2 separate regions of the Mus musculus genome follow, and region 2 is linked to region 1. The links are chromatin contacts, called in public Hi-C maps. All regions are on one chromosome and are shown on one strand. Each heading gives the region's core, a stretch centred on a gene start, on an enhancer-like site or on the middle of the called end of the contact. The rest is flanking DNA. Distances are from core to core; before and after follow the strand shown.

Evidence for each region. Hi-C and Micro-C count contacts between places; a contact is called where the count stands out from the background.
Region 2: a contact with region 1 is called in a Hi-C map of tail fibroblasts, with 3 times the contacts expected there. The contact joins two enhancer-like sites. A contact is called at or near these places in 11 of 484 Hi-C or Micro-C datasets (adipose-derived mesenchymal stem cells, embryonic fibroblasts, nephron progenitors and 4 more), 2 of 115 datasets of contacts at active chromatin or transcription factors (a colorectal cancer cell line and embryonic stem cells) and 1 of 9 other capture datasets (embryonic tail).

The regions. Positions count from the first base shown.
Region 1 is chr14:28,977,132-28,984,409 of GRCm38.p6, reverse strand. Cacna2d3 (calcium channel, voltage-dependent, alpha2/delta subunit 3) reads left to right here. Exons shown (of 38, transcript NM_009785.1): 28 at 2,037-2,098; 29 at 3,209-3,253. Among named protein-coding and RNA genes, the nearest start is that of Lrtm1, 37 kb to the left of the region's middle. Within about 2 kb of position 3,274, at least 8 of the 459 cell types and tissues checked have an H3K27ac peak or open chromatin away from gene starts, as enhancers often do. A contact at or near this core is called in tail fibroblasts, where this site is marked.
Region 2 is chr14:29,077,108-29,084,385 of GRCm38.p6, reverse strand. All of the region lies in intron 17 of Cacna2d3 (calcium channel, voltage-dependent, alpha2/delta subunit 3), which reads left to right. Among named protein-coding and RNA genes, the nearest start is that of Lrtm1, 63 kb to the right of the region's middle. Within about 2 kb of position 3,630, at least 19 of the 459 cell types and tissues checked have an H3K27ac peak or open chromatin away from gene starts, as enhancers often do. A contact at or near this core is called in tail fibroblasts, where this site is marked.

The DNA.
Region 1 (7,278 bases), core at 2,025-4,524:
TGACTCATGAGGAAAGATTAAATTGCCTCAAGGAGCTGGGGTACAGGACCAATAGAGGGAGATGATAGCAGACTCCAAGTATGTGGGATGGATAAACACCCTGCAGGGAACAGCTAGATTCACTAGAGAGGTGAATGGGGGCCCTGCCAGGGGATGGGAGGGTGCTCAGAAAGGGTACAGGAAACTGTTAGGGAAACACAAGAGCTATCAGGTAGATAGGACAACTCTGAACTGTTGGAAGAAGAGACACCATGGGGATTTGCTGTGGAATGACTATTTCAGGAACTCTTGTGTTTTCATCCTATAGGTCCTTGCAGCTTCCTCTGACCTTGGCCTTGGCCTAAACAGATGGCATTAAAATCACTGCCAGAAAAGGCAGCAGGGAACCATGAAGTAGAAGACAGAAACTCTTCTTGATCCTCCTAGATACCAGTTGCCCGCTGTAATGGCAACTCTGGGGTCTTCTTTTCTGAAACCAGTTGCTGTTAGCTGCTGCCTGACTTTGGTAAAACCATAGTACTCCTCCCAAGCCTTTCTGAAGTGCAAGATACAGCCCTCAGCTCCCTGCACACCCGAGTGAATCCCACCTGCACTGTAGTATGCACCCTGGTTTGATCCGATATTCATTTTGAAAGACAGGTTTTATTTGAAATGCTACAAATGTTCCCCAGACTCCATGAGCAGTTTTCTTCAGGTTTTCAATGACCTTTGCTTCAAGGCAGAAATGAGCAACTCATCTCATAGTCTGACCAAGTATGGAAAGGGTACATTGTAGGTCTGTAGAGCTAACACATTAAAGACTCCAGAGCAGAAACACTTTATAAAAGGAAAAAAATTGCCTTTATGAAAACTCCTTCTCCTCCTGCACCTCTGGAAAGTCTGAGCTACACGAACTTGGCAGAGAGAGGAAGATGTCCTTCATGAGTGCTTCTCTTCTCCATGTCCCCCAGGAGATTCCATTCTGTTGGGGACCAACCATGACCAGCAATTTACTTAGAGTTTTCCTCTTTCCCTGTAATTCTAGCTATACTATCATCCAGGATTTTTTTTTAAGCTTCTTGGTTTTATTATTATTTAGTTTGAAGTTACCATCAGTGTTGAAGGAAAGATAAATAGCATACAGGCAATGTGCAGACAGGCCAGTCCTGGAAAGGCCTTATACACCAGACCAGTGTGTAAAATTCTACTAGGGTACATCTCCTTCTGCCCCCATCTGCCCAGCCCTATCGTTCTCTGAACTCCTGTAAAGTATGAACAGCATCTGATGATTTTTGGGCTCTTGACCATTTTGCTTTGCGATATGTTGATGTAACTTCCCTGGGGGAAAATGTGATGAGCCTGCTTGTGCTTTAATTGGAAGGTCCCACCAAATGCCACTTCCTAGAGTTTCCATCAATATCTGTCAATGCGGCCAGCCTTTACTGTTGGATTAGGAAGATTTCCACAGACACACAGAGCTGTGTGTTCTCTTCTTCTCCCAGGGAGAGAAGAGGCTTGGGATCTGGACACTAGGGGCCAGTGCAGCCAGTCCCATCAGAGTGAAGTGACTCTTGCAAACTCAGAACTGCTGCTGCCTTTCAGATGTTGTATCTCCAAACAAACAGACAAACAAACAAACACCATGCAGGATATATTGAGTTTTAAAAGTAATAGCTCAAAAAAAAAAAAAAAAGAAGAATGGAAGAGATATTTATTTAGCTTCTAGATAGTTTTATGACAAATGTCAGCTTGTGTTGGTGCTACAAATGTATAACATTTAGAGATGCACACTGAAGTAATGCCACTACAAAGAACATCTACACTGACTTTAGTTTGTGATAGAGATCTAAGTGCAAGGACCCTTGAGATTTCCTTATCCAAAAGAAGAAAGTTCAGAGCTGGAACTCTGGAAAATCATGGGTGTATGGGTCAGTGTTAATATATTTTTTTTCTGGTATGCCTGTGTCAGCAATCTTGCCATGATGGATAAGTTCCAATGACAACCTGAAATCTGAAAGGGTTCTCTGATGCTTTCTTTTATTTGTAATCTGTCCCAGCTGTAGGCATTCAGATGAAACTTGAATTCTTCCAAAGGAAGTTCTGGACTGCCAGCAGACAGGTAAGCTCTAGCCGGTATCTCGAGGTATTAGCACCACTGTTATTATACAGGTGTCCCCATATGGGTAGCTGGGGCAAACAGTGCCAGATTTCTGATGAATGTTTGTAAAATGAATTGCCAGCTCCTTGGATTACCTTTCATTTCACTGTAAAACACAGGCTGTCAGCATGTTTGATACCACATGCTGGGCAAAGCAGGGGATTTGCTCCTAGGAACTACTTAAATTATGGGATCAACAGAGTGACTTTACAAAAGGAGTTTTTCCCTTAATATCAGGGCCTTCTGTTATTTCACAGTGACTTACTGATGATCATATTGTGATGTCCAGATAGTTATTTATGCTTCTCCTTATTTAATTGTAGAAGGCCATCCTATGACCTGCTTGGTCAAGACATGTATCTACCTTTCTGGCCAAAGAACATCAAGGGGCTATTGCACTTGGGAAATCCAGGGGAAAGCCTCTCCATTGCTATGGTCTATGAACTAAGACTTGTCAGGGACATCCATCTAGTGTTCAACAGAAGCAGTAGACATGGAGTTATTTCTTCCACCTGCCTAGTTCTAAACATTAGAAGTATACTTCTAGCAAAAGTGAGATCAGCACACAATAGGCAAACCAGCACTTGCATGTTTAGTGTGCACTCATCATAATATGGCACCAACCTAGAGATGCATTCAAGGGTGGATGCATAAGGAGCTTATCATTTCTTAAATTATGATACATAGGAAACTATAATCTAAGAACATAAACAAGGGTTTCCTTTTAAAGTCATTGAGAAATAGTTTTAAATTAAATAATGACATAATTATATCTTTTGTTACCAGAAGATCTGAGATCTTTAAGAGATACCATCAGCGTTGAATGACAACATAAATTAAGAGGGATGGGAAGGAGCCAGAACTCCCTACATTGTGTCTTTTATAGTATGAGATTCTGAGTTCATGTAGACTCTAGAGAACATGGCCAAGCCTCATCTTGAAGCGTCCCCTTTGGATGAAACCTGGTACTTGCATCACAGGCCATGACCTCCTTAGCTAAGCAGCAGCTGCAGCACATGCTGGGATGAATGACCCAGTAACATGACTCCCCTTGCTTCCTTCCCACAACAGTGTGCCTCCCTGGATGGCAAATGCTCCATAAGCTGCGATGACGAGGTAAGGCACCTTCCTGGTCCAGTTTCTGGCCAAAGGAAGTGTTAGACAGCGCAGTTAGACAGAGAAATGCTACTGTGTATAGAGCCAGGCCTGACACATTATTATTCTGGGCCACCCTCCAGAGGGGGGAGGAGAGAGACACAGACAGACAAATAGACAGACAGACAGACAGAGAGGACATTGTTCCCCACCCCTAATCGCATAGTTTGGTTCGGAGAGCCAGAGAAATATGCTTTAGCTGTTTCCTAGACTGAGGCAATAGAACGTTAGTGTCTTATTTATAAGATGTAAGAGACATTACTCATATTTAAAGATCATATTACATTTCTCAAAGCTTTGTGGCCGTGCTTCATCTTCTTCCCACCATCAGAACAACAGGTTAAATAGGTAGGAAGTATTGCCTCTGTTTATAAGAAAACAAAAGGCTAAGTGGACCAGTGTGGTGTAAAGCTGTAATCCCAGAACTCAGCCAAGAGGTGGCGGCAGGAGGGGATCCTAAAATCAAGGCCAGGCTGGGCTACATAGAGAGTTCCCAGCCAGCCAGGATATATAGCAAGACGTGTGTGTGTGTGTGTGTGTGTGTGTGTGTGTGTGTGTGTGTGTGTGTGTGTGTATGTGTGTAAGAAGTAGAAGAAAGAAAAGAAAATCAAAGAGGAGATTGAAATGAAAGAGTGGTTTGATTCATCTCATGGAATTAGTAAACTGCAAATCTGGAGGGAAGAGCTCTGAAAGTCACAGTTTTTCATTCTAGCATAGCTATTTCTACCTAAGATGCCTCTATCATTTCCCCTTCCCCCTCCCTCCTCTATAGTGAGGGATTTGAATCATTCAGGTCAGCAATAGAAGAAACTAATGTGTTACCCTCTTAAGCCCTTCCATTGGATGTACCTTTGGTCATAGCCAGCATGGTACCTCTCTATCCCATGGTTTAACTTTATAATCAGATATTTATAATCCTTCTGGTTACAAGGATTTCAGGAACATTTTCCAAACATAATTTCAACCCAGAAAGCATAGGGCAAGAGTAGAGTTTTTTAAAAGTAGACAAATGGAAAACAAGAATGTTTATATAAAAGGGAGTCCAGGATAGAGTTAGAAAAAAAAATTTTATTTGGTTCTCAGTGGTCTAGCTGCCAGCTTAAAAGAAAAATTGTTATCCTACTGCTATCGTACTATGAGTCACCATATCTGCAGAGCAAAAGCCAATCCATCATCTTTTCAGCAGAAGCCCAACTTTTTCTGATCACCAGATCAAAAACAATTTTCCCTGAAGAATGTTCAGCATCCTTTTTAGGAAGCTTGGGGATAACTTTTATAGGCTAACCAGGGGGGCTCAGATTTCCCTCCTGGCTTTAAGGCATGCCAGCATGTTAGTAAGAGCTGTTGGGTTCAAACTCCATCCTCTTGCCTCTCTGGAGTGCTCAGATGGCACCAAAAGGTGTGTCCTAGACTACAGTGGGTATTGCTGCAAATCCCAGATCCAGAGACTGCCTGGCTGGATAGCTGGCTGGAAGGATGGATGGTCATTAGGAAACTTGGTTAGATGAATGAGTGGTTGACTATACATGTGCATGACTATTTAAACAGTTTTACATAAGCAAGAGGTGGTATTTTTATTTTCCTACAACTCATACCATGTAGGTGTATCCCTGTATAAAGACAGATGAAGGCACATCTCCTTCTAAGCTTGGAAATAGCTAGTGTTTGCACTTTGAATGATGGGGAAGGTAGCATATGGTGGTATTTAAAGACACGAGCCATTAAGTTAGACTGTTGAGATTCTGTGACTCTGAAATTAGGTAGCACTGTAATCTTGGACAATTTTCCAAGCCTTTCTTTTCCTCTGCTTCTCCAACCACACAGCAGTGGGTGTAGAAATTTCTAGAGTCACGGGGAAGAATGTATGGGGGGAAAATGAAAAATTCTACAACGTCTCCTAGAAAAGGCACACATTTACTACTGTTGGCCCTAAACCGAACATGCACCAAACTGTTCCTCCCCAAAAGTGGTTGCTCCCTGGGCCTGAAGCCCTAGGTGGCAATGGCTCATACACTAGGGAACAATAAATGTATGCTGCAAAGTCCTCATTAGTACCATGGTCTTTAGGAACCCTGTGTCCTAAAGGGTCACATACTTTGAAAAGTAAGCCTTAAATTGATCTTCTTTTTAAAAATTGATCTGATGCTCATGCCCAGTCTGTCCTTTAAATTTTCATCTATTCTGCTTTTGACTATTAAGTTTTGTCTCTAGGCAACCAATTGCCATGTTTTCAATGAAAACTCAGCCTGCCTTCCCACTTGGACCCAACGCCATTTTTTTTTCCAACAGACTCCTGCCATGTGTCACTCTTTTCATAACTTTTAATTAGCCTCATAGAGCTGTCTCCTGTCCTTTCTCTTCCCCAGCTGCCCCCAAATCACCAAGCCCCCCATTAAAATCAGCTTTGGGGCTCATTCTCAACCTGTGACCCTGCCTGCACCACCAAAGAGAGAATGGTCTACTTCCTTAGACTGCTCAGACACATGATGGCTGAGAGACCCTGAAAGTCCGCTGTCGCCCCATTAGCACACACTGGTCCCCAGCAAGTGTGTCCTGTGAGGGTGGATAGGGTATGTGGACATATTTCTACCTTGTAGGAGGACATTTTTAGTTTGCCAGTAAGAGCTGGAAGCATGTGATTGTCAGGACACAATCACGGGGACACAAGAAGGACTGTAAAAAGTTCCACTCCACTTAGGATGAATGTCAGCTACAGAGCCTGCAAAAGAACCATTCGGGCACTCATATATTCCCTTATAATGTGTTGACTGAGTCCTTCTTGGGAGTAAGTGTCTGGCTAACTGCCAAGGAAAGTGTAGGGAGATGCTGACTTCATGGCACTTATGAGTAGCAGGAAAGATACACATATCTTTTGGTTTTTTGTTTATTTGTTTGTTTTGGTTTTTTTTTTTTAACCAATTGGGATATATGCTGTGAGGAAGCTTATGGACTCTGGTCAGAGATGACACCTCTGAGGAGGCAACATTTAAATCAGCAAAGATGGAGAAAGAAATTACATTGGAAGTAATACCAAGGCATAAAAACGAACTTTCAGGCAGACAGTACTCCTGCAAGGGTATGGGGCTGATAAAGGAGGCATGGATGGAAAGAAAGGCCATGCCCACTTCCCATTTCTGTATGACCCAGCAGTCCAGCCACTTTTGGTCCACTCACCTCTCCATCAACTTCATCACCTATTGACAACACCAGTGTTTTGTGAAGACAGAGGAAAGTTAACTGCTGTCCTGTGAGAGGCCAAAATCTTTATGACAAATGAGGCTCTATACTCCTTCCAAAGAGATAGAGATTGGTGTGGTCTGTGGATGACAGGGACTTTCTGAGTCTTGGTAGGAATTTCTTCTGGCATATGAAAGATGTCTTGAATGATAAACGAGCTGAACAGGGCTATATCCTAGCAACTGGGTAGATTAGAGGATTGTTAATATCGGGTATGAGGAAAGACACAGGTACCTCCTACCAAATGTGTATTTTTGGAGTTACCTCTTTGCAAGCCAAGATTTTTTTTAAAAGGTTGTAACTGCTTTCTATTGTTTTTGGTGTTTGTGTGCATGCATGTACAGTGAAAGCCCCAGGTCGATGTCAGGAATTGTCTTCCTTGGTCTTCTGCCTTATTTATTGAGCTATGGTCTCTCAACCAAACTTAGGGCTCATTGATGTAGATAGTCTCCCAAGCCAGCTTGCTGTGGGGATTCTCCATCTCTGCCATCTGAGGCTGGAGTTATTGAAGAGCTCCCATGACTGCCCAGCAGTTGCTTAGGTTCTGGGGGTTCTGAGCTTTAACCACTGTTTCCGCTCCACATACCAAAACGTGGTATTTTGATTTGATGGTTGGCTATGAGAAGACACAGCAAGTGATTGGGAATGTAAGGTCAATCTGCTTTCTATTGACATACTAGGGATCCTGGCGGGAGACCTGGAGAAAAGGGGCGATACTTCTATGTGCCAGAGACTCAGAAATTGAGGCC
Region 2 (7,278 bases), core at 2,381-4,880, 100 kb before region 1:
GTACACACATTCTGAAATGTACCAAAAATCCTAATACCACTCTGCTAAAGTATTCTTGGGCCATTTTCTCTTGAATTGGGACCTGGCTTGACACATAGTTGGAAGCAGAGACCACTGTCCAAATGAATGGAGCTTCAGCCTCCAGGAACAGGAAATAGAAACAGATAAAAAGGAGTCAAATTAGGCCAATGGGTCCATTTGAACTATTTGTAAGTGTTAACTGAGGCATTTTTAAGTGGTATTACCACTTCCCAGATATGAGGGTTTTCGGAGTACCATGTGTCCTGAAAACCAGTGAAGTGGCATGATTCTCAATGAACCTCCAGGTTTCCAGATGTACTCCAAGAAGAGTTAGGGGAGGCACAGAGAGGTTTTTTTTTTTTTTTTTTAACATTATGTGAATCATAGTTCTATAGCAGGTTCAGTATTAATATGGTTTAGGTTTCCCTTACAGTGTGTCCATGCTCACTCTTGTGTATTCCAAAATATCATTTTGTGTGCACTGCATACGTGTGTGTGTGTAAGTATGTGTGTGTATGTGTATGTGTGTTTGTGTATGTGTGTGTGTGTGTGTAAGTGTGTGTGTGTGTGTGTGTGTGTGTGTGTGTGTAAGGGCAGGACTTCTTAAAAGACTTCATCATCATAAACTCAGCCATCTCCTTCATGCCATTGTCCCCTTCCTGTGACACATCTCAGTTAGACCCTGGGCAACAACCTCAGTTTAGAACAAGAATCTTCCTTAGCACATTCTCTTCATAGAGCAGAGCCATATCTGACACCTCTGAAGTGTCAGCTCTGCCACTGTCAACTGTGTGACCTGAGGTGTGTTTACTTAACCCTCTGGCCTCGGGTCTCTCCACAGAAAATGAGAACAGAAACGAAGCTTCCTACAAGGCTTATAAGGATAGAGGAGTAAACTCTCTGGAGGCCCCATAGCAAGGCAGCCATGGAGTCACTGTGATGCAGGTGCATGGGGCATACATCCTTGACATGTTCACTCCTGTGTTTCCTGGAGAGCCTACTCCTGGCCAGGCAACTCTTAGCACCACACATAAGAAAAGGCTCCCTTCTCCAAGATGCTTCAGAGCCAATGTAGGAAACAAGTAAGCTAGAGTCCTGTATCATACCATGGGGCCACCAAGCAAGGCTGAGATAATGAGGGGAGACTTTATTTTTTTCCCATTTTTTATTAGGTATTTAGCTCATTTACATTTCCAATGCTATACCAAAAGTCCCCCATACCCACCCACCCCCACTCCCCTACCCGCCCACTCCCCCTTTTTGGCCCTGGCGTTCCCCTGTTCTGGGGCATATAAACTTTGCGTGTCCAATGGGCCTCTCTTTCCAGTGATGGCCGACTAGGCCATCTTTTGATACATATGCAGCTAGAGTCAAGAGCTCCGGGGTACTGGTTAGTTCATAATGTTGTTCTACCTATAGGGTTGCAGATGAGGGGAGACTTTAAATGGACCCCAAATAGACACAGTTCAGACAGGAGTACATCTCAGTGGAGTCCATGGGGTCAGTGGTCTACCACTTGACTCTGAGTTAGAGTCAAGGGTTTGAGGAGCAGATGGAATGAGGTGCCAGACCAGAAGGTAAAAGTATGATGACCTTTTAAGCAGCCAGTTCTGTCTAGCTGGGGGACTACAAAGAGAGGAAGGAAGTGGTAAAGATGGCAATACTAGCAGAAGCCAAGTGACAGGAGTTTTGAGATATGCCTGAGTATTAGTCGTCATCCTATAGGGCATGATGACTCTGTGCCAAAGCACTGATAAGCTCTGATTTTGGTTGTAGAATCCCTCAGTCTGAACCTAGGGAGTGGGTTAGAGATGAAGAATTCAGGCAGAGACTGGTTTGGTGCAGTTATCTATCCTCTTCCAGGGGAGCACTTCCTTGGTGGTTGACAATAAGCCGATGACTTGCCTAATGTGACTCAACTTCAAAGCACTCAGAAGTGAGAAGAATTCATAGCTGTGGTAGCTTGCTTCACTGACCTGCTGGCCCATCCAAGCTCTGCCCACATTTCCATGGTCACTGGCAGTGAAAGACTATGAGAACTCAGGCAACCTTGCAGGGGACCTTGGCTTTTCCATGAGTCATAAATCACATCAGAAATCTCTTGGGTTTACTCAGACCACCATGTATCTATCCAAAAACATTTTTTAAAAGATACATCACTCTAATTGGCACTGACACACACACACACACACACACACACACACACACACACACACACACACACAGAGTAACTCACTAAACAAAAGCTAAATATTTTGCTGGGTCATCAGTGAGACTGGCAGGGGTACTGATGGATGGGATGGAAACCTCCGTAGGTTGGAGGTCAGAGCATGGCTAGCAGAGAGAGCATACATCAGACAAAGTGCTACATGTTCATTTAGGCTTCAGCTCCCTGGAAGGTTTGAAACAAGGGCTGCCCAGGTGCCAAGAAAGGAGAGTGACTAGTTAGAAGGGAAAGGTGGTCACAGGTATGAATCCTTCACAGATATTGTTAGCAATTTTACCAGGAAAAGAAAACCACACCAAAGCTCCCATTCTGTCATCCCAAACATCTCCCTAGATAACAATCTCACATTGCACAGACACAGGCATATTTGATGAAGCTGGGGCGTATTGACATGAACTGCTACTACGTAGCATCAACTAGTTGCTTGGTTGGGAAGGGAGGAGCTCTTTGTCCCTTCTTTACAGCATTCACCTATACTTCATTTGTAGATCTGTCTCGTTCGTGTACTTATCAAACACCTCTGGGCACTGAGAGGGGGCTAGGCTCTGACTTACAGTCCTGGGTGAAAGTAGCCACATCCGGAGCTCTCTCCCCATCATATGGTTAGCTGCTGCCCCCTATGAAAGGCCAGGTTATCTGCAGAGCCTATGCTATTAGCTTGAGATCTTATTTGTGTGGGTAAGGAAATGTTTCTTCTTTGCCCTGGCAACTCTAGAATCAGTTTGCCGTGCCTAATTAGACCTCTTTAAAATGGTGTGACAGCTGAATATACCCTAGGGTCTTCTGATACCCTTAATGTAGTAATCATGGGTAAGTGCTAAATTTAAAAAAAAAAAGTTCCTTTTTTTTATTTTTCTGCAGCCAGATATCACAGGTTAGCTTCCAAATCACAAGGGTTCTCTTCACCCTAGACAGTACCTCCTAATGGCAGGGGGGTGCCTGAAAACCTTCATGAATTGGGATTTGGAAGAAGCCAGACCCACCCCCAGGAGCTCAGTACAACTCTCAGAGATTCTTGAGTTCATTTAGGAGGACCTCTCACATCTAACTTTACACAGGATTTGTCTCAAAGTAATATCCTGACTTAGAGAAATTGTTCCCTAGTTAGCTGTCCCCTTAACTTGAATGCCACCCTGTCCTGCCTTTTCTTCTAGCAGCTGTCTGTCTTCATTGACATCTCACCTCCTTCACCAGGCCTGGCACCGCCCCTCTCTTCCCAGCACCCAATCCCTGGTCTTCCTTTGGGCTGGCACCAAATGTCCTTCCTGTTAAGCAACTGAGCACATTTTAATGTCTCTGACTAGCTTGCTATAACCAGACAGACTGGCTTCTTGAGAATTAAGTCTAATCCAGCCATGGTACAGTAAGCCACGTTTGACCTGCAAAACCACGGTGGGGCCAGGCCACCTCCTCCCCACACACAGCGTGTGACTCATGACTTCTAGGAGGACAGTGATTGAGATAAAGGTCATTTTGGATTTCAAAGCAGTTTCTTTAATTGTTGTTGGGGTTTTTTTGGGGGGGTGATTTTTGTTTTGTTTTTAAACACCTAAGCCATTTTAGTTTTATAGCCATCAAAAGAATTTTGTAATCAAACTACTGGAAAGTGTGTAGAACTTTTCATCTTCGAGACAGTTAAAAACATTAATTAACGAGAACAGGGCACCTCTGAGGAAGAGGAAATGGCTCTGTCTGGACATGCCCCACTGCCCCTCTCTCAACTCCCTGCTGCTGTGAGACACACCCCTGTGGTCCTGGATCTGGGCTTCTCATCTTCCCAAGGCTTAGAGGATTTCATCTCCAATACAGAGCCATGGGAATTTATGCCAGGGCATGATGCGTGTGTCATGGCATGTGTGTGTATTGTTGGGCGAGGGGAGTCCAGGCTACTGTAGAGTAACACACCACAGGGGCAGCATTATTTGGGTGGAAATTCCAGTTCAAGTGCTATCTTCCAGTCCTGTAGACACTTGTCTGAGGCCCTGACAGGAATCATGGTGAATTAAATAGTCACTGTAAACTGGGCCCAACCAAGTACAACCCTGATTCCTTGAAGTCCCTCACTGTATAGTCTTATTAATCTGGAACTGTCACTGAACACTAGGGCCAGTTGCAAAAGACACTCAGTGTGCTAGAGGCCTACATAGCCTTCACTTCCTCATAGAGAAATGTGGGCCTAGTAGGATTTGCCTTCCAGATGGTTCTGTCTCCACAACTGAGCACTTACTTTCTGTCCTGACAGAGATGGTTACCTGCACTGAGGGTCAAGCTAATGAGATGGGGACCACACCAGGGAGGGAACTCAGACACCAGGAAGAATTGATCTGTTTCTCAGTTCCACTGCTCGCTACCCATGTCGCCAAGAGATCAGGCTCTATTTTTCCCATCCTTGAAATCATTCACCCTTCCTGGAGTTGGGAGAATTTGATAAGACACAGACAGTATTTAGGGTAGTTCCTAGCCCAAAACATTTTCTATTTAGAATAGCATGGGGCCAAGGGTCAGGGTGGGCAGTCATGTGAGCAGAGCAGAACATGTGGTCACCTGTTTTATGAATTCCTGATTGGGAGATGTAATGAACATCGGAAGGTGAAAGAAATAATTGCTTTCAAGTTCTCTGGAGAAGACTGCAGTGCCCCCTGTGTAGAGGTGGTGAGGGTGGTATTTTTAATTGCAGTACTGTTTCATTCAAAAATTTCTACAAGGAGCAACTAATACAGGAAGGTTGGAAAAAACTAAGAGAAACAGAAGGGATTCAAGCCATTTAGAGGGCAACATGCAGCTTAGTCTCAGCTGCTGATTCCTAGGAGAGCTGGGGCTGACAGGGGCCATGGGAATCCACTTCCCAAAGACTGGTCACTATCGAGACCTTGGTTCGCCACTGGCAGGATGAGATCCAACTGTAGTTGTATAGGGGGAAGAGATGTCACTCTGCCACAAGTCTGCATGTCCTTCTCTTCTGCCTTGAGAAAAGGCCATGGATGCAGCCTGATGTTTCCCATTAAGCAGTGTATGCATTAAGAAGCAGTGCATCCTGGGAGTGGGCACTGTGTGATACTGCTCTCATTGCCTTAGACACCAACCCTGGCATCAGTGGTCACTAACATTGTCCGAGGGGGACATTTTTTAGGCTCTATTTGTTAGAGCCTATGATGTTATGGTTGGGTTCAGCCACATTTTTTTTTCAGTGCTTTTCAAGGTGTCCCTGGGAACTGAGGGCTGTATCTTCCATCTAGTGAGGGATGCAATGGGGTTCAGAGGTGTGAACAGCTTGCCTTAGTTCATAAAGCAGGAAGACTTGACAAAGTCTAGCTCCCAGTCCCTAGCTTTTAGCTGCCCTCCAACAGCCTACTCTGAAGGAGTCTGAGCCATGAATAGTGAGCTGAGACCAAGAACTTGAAGGTTGACACTGATCCCCCTGCAGCAGTTCTTCTGGGTCTTCCTAAGACTCATTGTGCCTGGCACAGGAACTGAGACCCATTTGGAACCCATCAGAAGGTGGGCTGAATAGATGATTGTCCATAGGAGAGAAATGCCTGTGTCCCTTTGGAAACAGTCTCTTTAGCCTTGTGGGCCAGGGGAGAAGATGGAGTGGGGGAAAAGGGGAAGAGAGAGAGGTCTTTAGCAGGGGAAGGTCGTGCCTGCCTGGTGAGAGAAACATCCTTCTGGGTGACTGGCTCTGGGTTGACCATGCCCTCACCTAGAAGATACTGTCCTTGGTATGGTGTCTTCTTCCCCATTTCCTTCCTTCCTTCCTTCCTTCCTTCCTTCCTTCCTTCCTTCCTTCCTTCCTTCTTTCCTTCTTTCCTTCTTTCCTTTGGTTTTTGTTTATTTGCTTGTTTGTTTTGGTAGCCTATAGCAGCATGAACACCTAATCAATTAGGTCCCTACCATATTTGTTGCACAAAGATCACAAGTATATGTGTGGGTAGTGCCCTTGGGCTTTTCCCAAAAAGACCCACAGAATGAAGAAGCAAAGCCATTGTCATTTTTCTTTAAGTCAGAATGGCCATACCTTGACCTATCTCATTGTGCTTCCAAAGCCAGTTTGCAGGTAACACAGAAGATGGTTCTATCCAGACCATTAAAAACTGCACTTCAAGCCAGCCCTTGGGGAGTTCTTACTTGTTCCAAAGAGGGGTGTCTTCTTGTTCCATCGTTCCAGCCACTGGCTTGTTTGTGTGCTCACCACATCTGGCCTTTATTTGAAACTCCACCTCAAAGTATTTCATAGCACACAATATCTTTCCTTATTAAATTCTCCTGTACATTTTTTTTTTCGTAAAACAGGCACCAAAAGCTGCAGGCCTACCTGTGGCTCTGAGACTGTGTTCATAAACCTTTGGAAACCATTTGTGATTCGTTAATCACATTTTCAAAGGAAGTTACAGATTATAGATATGCTAACAATTGCCATATACGGTGCCTGGCACTGTAATGGGCTCCTTACGAATGAGGAACAAGGAAAGGAAGTTGGAGAGCCAGGCCTGGGATTTGTCCCACACAGAGGCTGCATGGGGGAGGGGAGAGCCAGTCTCAGAGCTTAACTATTATACTGTTCCTTGGAGGAGGCATGGAGGGAAAGTATGTAGAGCTGAGCTCTGCTTAAGCACAGAAGTGCACTCAGTAGGTGGCAAGGCATTTTATAAATCAGATGTTCCCAAATAATCATTAAAGTTATGAAGTCTGTAAATGTTTCACATAAAATGTATTTTTTTAAAGGAGTGCATTTTGCTAGAGAGATGGCTCAGTGGTTAAAAGTGCTTACTGCTCTTGCAGAGACCCGGGTTTTATTGACAGCACTCACATCAGGCAGCTTACAACTGCCTCTCACTCTAGTTTCAGGAGACCCCACACTCTCTTCTAGCCTCTGTGTGCTCCTGTACACATATGGGGCACATAAATCCAGACAGGCATGTACATACACACAGAGACACATAGATATAATAAGTAAATGATCTTTACAAGCTGTTCATGTATAAAGAGAAGGGAAGGCATTCGATGTATACAGTCTGATCACCTGATGCTTG